2 separate regions of the Mus musculus genome follow, and region 1 is linked to region 2. The links are chromatin contacts, called in public HiChIP or PLAC-seq maps. All regions are on one chromosome and are shown on one strand. Each heading gives the region's core, a stretch centred on a gene start, on an enhancer-like site or on the middle of the called end of the contact. The rest is flanking DNA. Distances are from core to core; before and after follow the strand shown. Region 1 overlaps Slc24a3 (solute carrier family 24 (sodium/potassium/calcium exchanger), member 3). Region 2 holds the start of Slc24a3 (solute carrier family 24 (sodium/potassium/calcium exchanger), member 3).

What was found. HiChIP or PLAC-seq counts read pairs in DNA pulled down with a chosen protein or histone mark.
Region 1: a contact with region 2 is called in an H3K27ac HiChIP or PLAC-seq map of the HPC-7 cell line, with 8 times the contacts expected there. The contact joins the enhancer-like site here to the promoter of Slc24a3 in region 2. A contact is called at or near these places in 8 of 39 promoter capture datasets (3T3-L1-derived adipocytes, the C10 cell line, hematopoietic stem and progenitor cells and 5 more), 2 of 15 datasets of contacts at CTCF or cohesin (CD8 T cells and liver), 48 of 484 Hi-C or Micro-C datasets (the Ba/F3 cell line, CD4 T cells, CD8 T cells and 30 more), 15 of 115 datasets of contacts at active chromatin or transcription factors (CD8 T cells, the HPC-7 cell line, Th17 cells and 11 more) and 4 of 9 other capture datasets (adipose tissue, liver, macrophages and 1 more).

Annotation. Positions count from the first base shown.
Region 1 is chr2:145,260,110-145,263,879 of GRCm38.p6, forward strand. The region is part of intron 2 of Slc24a3 (solute carrier family 24 (sodium/potassium/calcium exchanger), member 3); the gene reads left to right. Among named protein-coding and RNA genes, the nearest start is that of Gm52529, 27 kb to the right of the region's middle. Within about 2 kb of position 2,257, at least 3 of the 459 cell types and tissues checked have an H3K27ac peak or open chromatin away from gene starts, as enhancers often do. A contact at or near this core is called in the HPC-7 cell line, where this site is marked.
Region 2 is chr2:145,165,681-145,169,040 of GRCm38.p6, forward strand. It overlaps Slc24a3 (solute carrier family 24 (sodium/potassium/calcium exchanger), member 3), which reads left to right and starts at 2,095. Exons shown (of 17, transcript NM_001356497.1): 1 at 2,095-2,517. The coding sequence starts at 2,379.

The sequences.
Region 1 (3,770 bases), core at 1,007-3,506, 95 kb after region 2:
AATCCTTTAGTCTAAATTTTTATCCTTTATATTTAATTGCCCAGATCTTTGACCTTAAGAAGAAACCATCCTCTGGTTTTGAAGGCATCTAGCTTGTATTTAGTATATTCTAACCTCATGTGAATGTATGCATAGGTGACAACTGATTTTGATGTTATTTTCAAATTAATGTAAATGATATCTTGCTCCATTAACATTAACATGCTGTGGTTCTCCCCTCGGGTTAGAGCAGAGCTCTATGTATAGACTCTGGCTCATTTTTTCCTGATATATATCTTATTTACATGTAGCCCAGCAATCCATATGAGGGTTAGTTTTAGTTTCTGTTCTTATCTATGGGCATTAATATTCTCACCATCATATCTCACCATTTTTAAGTGAGGAGATTTAGACCAAACAGGTAAACAACCTATGTAAGGTCTGAATATAGCTGTGCAGCCAGAGAATAAGTCCACCCTTTTCATTTTAGGCTGGTGGTCTTTCTCACTATTAACAAGATCACCCTCCAGAGGATAATACAAGTAAAAGTGTGGTCCCTACATCGGCTGAAAGTTATGGGAAGGGAGATGAATCCTTTCAGACCTGAGTGTAAATATGCTGTCAAAAGGTTGTTCCTGTGTGTTAGCAGGGGCTGTTTGTTGTGTCAAGTTCCCCTTTTGTGTTGTCACCACTAGATATGGACAGCATTGTCACCAATCCTCTGACCTGGTAACTACTAGAAGAATACCCACTCCTGACTTCCTGCATACACAAAAACTTGAGAACTCCATTCACCAGGACATCTAGTACTTCATAGAAGTACAGATAGCTGTGAGGAACAGTATCTCCAAACTCCTTCAAGATGCAGCCATTGATGTCTTTAGTTAGCATCTATTTTGTTTCTCATTTAAACTGAATACAATGCCTTACTGAGCAAAAGCTTTTTAAAAAGATTTATTTATTTATTTATTTATTTTATGTATATGAGTACACTGTAGCTGTCTTCAGACACATCAGAAGAGGGCATCAGATCCCATTACAGATGGTTGTGAGCCCCCTTGTGGTTGCTGGGAATTGAACTCAGGACCTCTGGAAGAGCAATCAGTGCTCTTAACTGCTGAGCCATCTCTCTTGTCCTGAGCAGAGTTTTAAAATCAGTTATGACCAAAAGGGATCAATCATATCTTCCCTTATTTCTCTTTAAAATTCAGCACTTAAAAATAGCCAAGGTTTATAAGTTTCTCAGAAGGTGTCCTGTAACATTAACGATGCCTTTTACTTTCCCAAGGCATAGGATGGTTGGAATGTTCTTCAAACCACCTGACTCTGTTCCATTTCATTGAAAGACCTATGGGTAGCTTGTGTTCCTAAGCTGATGAGCTAAGCAAGATGTGGTGGTGCAGGCTTGTCATTCCACCTGCTCTGGAGGCAGAGTTCATGAGTTTGAGGCCAGCCTGGTCTCAAAAGTGAAATTTCCCGTATATCATGCTGACTCTTTTACTGGGAAGTTTGTCTTAAGATCTCTCTACAGGCACCCTGTCAAAACCTCCTCTCTAATTCTCTATTCATGACTTGGTAGGCCTTTTCATAAAGAAGTTCATTAGGATGGTGTAAGCTATGGCCCTCCACACTGTGAGCTCACTTCCTGTTACATGAGGTTGTCACAAGGAGGATGCTATCACCTGTGAGCCTGTTACATCATGTGTGGATAGTAATTGTTAGCCATTGCTAGGGTAGTCATTTCACTAGAGACCTGAATGAAGGGCGACCATCCTTCCCTGCCTTGACTGAATTGTGTCCTGCATTAATAAAGCTGTGGCAATTTTATTTTCCCATTCTTCTGGAATTTGGCTTCTTTGGGGTCTTTAAGGACACCATAGAGAGGACTAGTCCCCGCCCCTGGTACTGTAGGATTTTTTGGTAACATAGGAGACAGAAATCCCATTCATTCCCTAAGAACCTCTCTGCCATAGTTCTACTGGGCTCTACCATCCAGCTGCCCTCAATGGTCCAAGGAATTTCGTGTGCCCTGAAAGAGCTAAGAAAGGAGACAGTGAGGTTCCAAGATGTCCATTCTTGTGTTTTCTGTTCTTGAAAGAAAATGAGAGTGAAAATCCCTTAAAGTTAATGACAAAGCAATTTACAAGGGAGGAACTGTGTCAGGAAAAACTTGCCACCAAACAACAAATTGAGTGGAGCGTTTGGAGTAAGATGGGCTATGAGGGAAGGAAGTGATGGGAGTTTGTTGTGGGCATCCTAACTGTCTGGCTGAGTAGATAATTCACACACCACAAACAAACCTGGGCTGGAATGATTTGGCCCCATCTGTCTTTTAAGAGCTTATTTTTACCTCTTAATTTTTTTTTTAAAGCAAAGTGGTAGTTGTGCTTCTAAGTTTACTTCTAGTTGGCTGCCTGTAATTGTTTGTTCACATATGATGTATGTGGGTTGTTAGCAGCTTTCTGCTGAAGATCGATCAGGGGCTATCACATCCCTGGAGAAGCATAATCCCTTGGGCTCCATTGAGTTGGTAACTCTCAAAAGTCACATTTCTTTCTTCAGAATTGTGGTCTTTTCCCAGAGGTAGGTTTTCAGTTGTTTTCTTTTTTGCTTTCACCTTTACTTTTCTCTTTTCAGGGCTTCCTGGTGTTCTCAGTTTTTCTAGGAGAAATGAGAATATTACAGTCTAGCCATGTCCATGAGAACACTTGATTAAATGATAGTTTTTGTTAACTACTTCTGAAACTCTTACTTGTGTTAGTCAGTTTTCTGCTATTATGACAAAGTATCTGAGATAATCAGCTTATAAGAAAGTCAGGACTGGAGAGATTGCTCAGTGTTTAAGAGCACTGGCTGTCTTCCAGAGGACCTGAGTTCAATTCCCAGTAACCACATGGTGGCTCACAACCATCTCAGCACTCACTATGTGTGGGGCTGGTACATAAACCACTTAGAGAGTAAAGGGTTTGTGGAAAGTGGCGACACCTGTTAAAGACTGGGTGCAGTGCTAAATCTTGGGGTGCTGCTCTTCCAGGAACCCCATTCTTTGTCTTATTTTTTTCATTTTTTTATTCTTGTAAGAATTGTGTATATGAGTACTGTATTTACATCATTTTTACTCTTCCTCCCTACCCCTTCAACTCTTCCCACCCCCCTTGACTTGTTCTCAAATCTATAACCTCTTCAATTATTATTGTTTTACACACACACACACACACACACACACACACACAGAGAGAGAGAGAGAGAGAGAGAGAGAGAGAGAGAGAGAGAGAGAGATATCATCTATAGTGTCCATTTAGTGTTGCTCATGTGCAAATGTGTTTAGGAATGGCTATTTGAGGATGGATAGCCTACCTACCTGGGGATCCATTCCTGGAGAAAACGAATTGTCTGTCTTTTGGCAATCATTGTTTGCCTTTAGCTCTTCATCAATGGGTCTACTTTAGGTGACCATTCTGTTAAGATTTCAATGGGGGCAGCTTCCCTGTTATGTATAGAAGATATCTAGCAGAGGACATTCTGGTCCTTGGGCTCTTATACTGTTGTTTCTCCCCTTCTTCCATGATGTTACTTGAGTCTTGTGTATAGGCATTGCATTGCAGGTTCCAGTTGGGATTGGGTACTCCCTGTTCACTTGTTCTCTGCATTTTGACCAGTCAATGACCTCTTCAAATAGTCACTATCTGCTTCTAGAAGAAGCTTCTTTGATAAGGGGCAAGAGCTACACTTATATATGTGTATAAGGATAAATATTTAGTATACAGCTAGGAATTATTTGAGTTCTAGAA
Region 2 (3,360 bases), core at 845-3,344:
GAGATAAAGGACCGCCCTGATCCCTGCAGAGATGCCTTCACCATAGGAATTAGTGAGCCTGTCTGAGCTAAGGTACTACTGTCAGGAGGGCATCAGAGATCCCCACCTTCTGCTCCCAGTGATGTCTGGCAGCTTCCAGAAGCTATCGATCTTGCTGGTGCTTTATCTCATTATCCCCTCTTACTCGGAGATTTCTCAAAACAAATATCAACTAGCAGAGTCCTTTCTTTGGGGCATGGGAGTCTACCCTGTCTTCCCGAGAATCATCAGTTTCTAGTCTTCCCTATTGTCCTCCCGTTTCCTTACACACATGCTCACCAACCCCCAGATCACACATTTCCTTCTGTCTATGATAGTTTCTACCCCACGATGAGTTAGTGTTCATTCCCCGACTCAGCATTTTCCAGATCCCCATCTCCCACCCACCTCCCTGCCTTCCACTAGAGACACTATATGAGTGTCTTTCCTAACAAGTCGAGATTACTCTGAATTCCTCAAGGGTCACCACTATCAAGAAGGCTTGATAGTGGTGACAGAATTGGAGAATTCTCCATGATGCTCCAATCTGGATGAACTTGAAGAGTTTGCGTTCCTCCTTTGTTACCTGGTGACCTAAGCAAAGACTCACCTAGCCATTGCAGGGAAGGTGCTCTGGATATGGGGCAGCCAACATAGGAGTGGGAGGGAATAAACACATGGAAAGCAAATTCTGCTCTTCAGCAGAAAACAAACCACCTGTGATCACTTTCCATGTCTCCAGATGTTGTCAGGGGACATCTGACACTATATGGGATGGAAGGTCACTCACAGTTGATCCTGTGGGTCCCTTGTGACCTGGGCAGGGAGAAGTCTCTATGGAGTTTCCCCACTTCCTCCCAACTCCCGAGGGCTAGATTGCTCAGGCCCAAGAGCCATCCAAACATATATCTGATTTCTAGGACCATCCTTTTGGAATAAGACTTAAGTTTAACCACCACTTGGAAACACATCTCTTCTTCCCTTCCTCTGGGGTCGTGTGTCTTCCATCCTGCAGGCAGGTACCTGGGATGAGGCTAGGGAAGTCCAAGCCCCTGGGAGTGAACCCCTGGGATCACTAGGTGCCCTTTTCAATGGTACTGCAGATAGGGGTGGGGATGTCAGCCTCTACATCTTTAATAGGCAGGGGCAGAAGAACTCGAATTAGGGAGTTGGGGCCTAGGGCTCTAATCTTGGGGGAGGGGTGGACTGATTGTCCTTGTAGAAGGCCAAGAGTCTCCCTCCTAGGGAACTTACTAGGGCCCCCTCAGGTTCAGCCACACACTGGACTTGCTTCAGCTCCTCAGAGAGCGAAATGTGAACCCTAGCCAGAGGGGGAAGCCAGGACAACCCTAATAAGCCAAACCCCCCCAGGAGGCCAGTTTCAGGACTTGAGCCTGGCTCACCGGGATCCCCACCAGGGGGCAGAGGGGAACCCCTGAGGCCAGCGGCAGGAGGCAGGACCAGTGGCTAGGAATTGGCCACCTAGCACACTCTAGACGCTCTAGCTTAAGGCAACGGATGGAAGAGGGCCAAGGAAATCCTTCTTTTCTCTGAAAGTTTCAGGCCAGTCCTCCTTGGTGGAGATCTGTCTATCCACATCCCGCCTAGCGGGCCTCCCCCACCGCACCGCCTCTTTCTCTGGGCACCAAAGGGTTGAAGGGCTGTGCACCGGGCTCCCTCCACAGCCCAGTCTCCTCCCTGCGCCCCCTCCCCGCGGTGCTGGCCAGCGACTCATAGCATCCCGGGCGCTGTCCCCCTCCCGTGCGCAGCCCCCCTGCCGCCGACCCACCGTGGGGTACGGGAAGCTGCGCTCACTCTAGCTGTTGGCGCGCTCCGGCCGCCGCTCGGCTCCGAGTCCCCCACCCACCCACCCCCGCGTGGACACTGGAGTGCGACCCCGAGCTGCACTCCCGCAGCCTGAGGTCAGGGCCTGCTTCGGGTGGCCAGCGGCCGGCCCTCCTCTCGCCGGTCCTTCCCCGCTCCTCCTCCACCGCCCCCGCCGCCCCCGCCTCCCGGCCGCCCCCGCCGCCGCCGCCCCAGGCCGAACGCGGGCGCGGAGCGTGGGAGCCATGGCGCGCGAGCAGGAGAGGGACCCCGAGCGCAGGGAGGCGGCGGTGCGGGCGAGCGGCGAGGAGGAGGAGGCGGCGGGGGAGGAGGGACTGAGCGATAGCGACGAGGGCGACGGCGTGGAGACCGGCAGCGGCCGGGAGGAGGGAAAGCAGGAGGCGGCGGCCGGGTGGGAACGCAGCGAGGACGCGCGGCTGCTGCGCGCAGGGCTGCCTCCTGCCGCCGTCCCCGCCGCGGCCGCCCGCGACCCGAGCGGACGCCGCCCGCCAGGGACGCCGCCCGGCTGTCCGAGGATGCCGCCGCCGGGCGACCAGGACTGCGCGCGCCGCCGCAGCCGCCGCCGGCGGAGGGACCTTCTGCTGAGCCAGCTTTGCTTCCTGGCCTCGGTGGCGCTGCTGCTCTGGTCGCTGTCGAGCCTGCGAGAGCAGAAGGGTGAGTGCTCGCCGCCTGCCCCGAGTGGGCGCTGCGGCTCCAGCAGTTCGGGCTCTCGGGGCTCGGTGCCCGGCGAGCTGCGCTGGGTCCAGCCACACCGAACAGGCACGGGGACACTCCGGTCTCTTGCGGGGCTAGGGAGGAAGGGGTCTGGGCTCTAGGACTGCAGCGGTGGAGGAGTGACCCCTTGGGCACCAAGAAGACCTTTTCCTCTTGCCTTCTGCCCCTTTCCCACAGCCTGGCTGGTAGTGGCGGCGGTGACAGGGAGGGACCCTTTCACTACCAAGGCTAGTAATAAAGTTGTTCTGACAGCAATCAGTACCTGTGCAGGTAACCAACCACCTGTACTCCTGGCTTACTGAGGGAATGCAGGGTAGGCTGACCAGCTCACAGCCGGTTCTCCACGTGTTCTCCACACAGAACAGGTGGGGTGGGCAGTGGAGAATGCTCCTTGCCATCTTTGCGATCCAAGAACAGGTGCTGGGAACTTACTTCCGTTAGGAGAAAGTGATAGCTACCAGTCAGGGTTTAGGAATGGGCATGCTCCCTTAAAGGGTTGCTCAGCAGGAACACATGGATTCATTTCTCAAGGCTGGCTTGCTTCCTTTCACCGACTTGATGCTGGGGGCGGACCACTCTATGCTGCCCACTTTTTCCTTGGTGCTTTGGCTGGTGGTGCATACACACGTGTACACACTTGTACACACACACACACACACACACACACACACGATAGTTTGGTTTTATCTTTGCCCTTGGCTTTTTTTGGAGCTAAAATAGACATTGGGGAGAAATGTGCTCAAAACAGTTGTCCATTGGAAACAATTTGGACTCTGGGGTGCA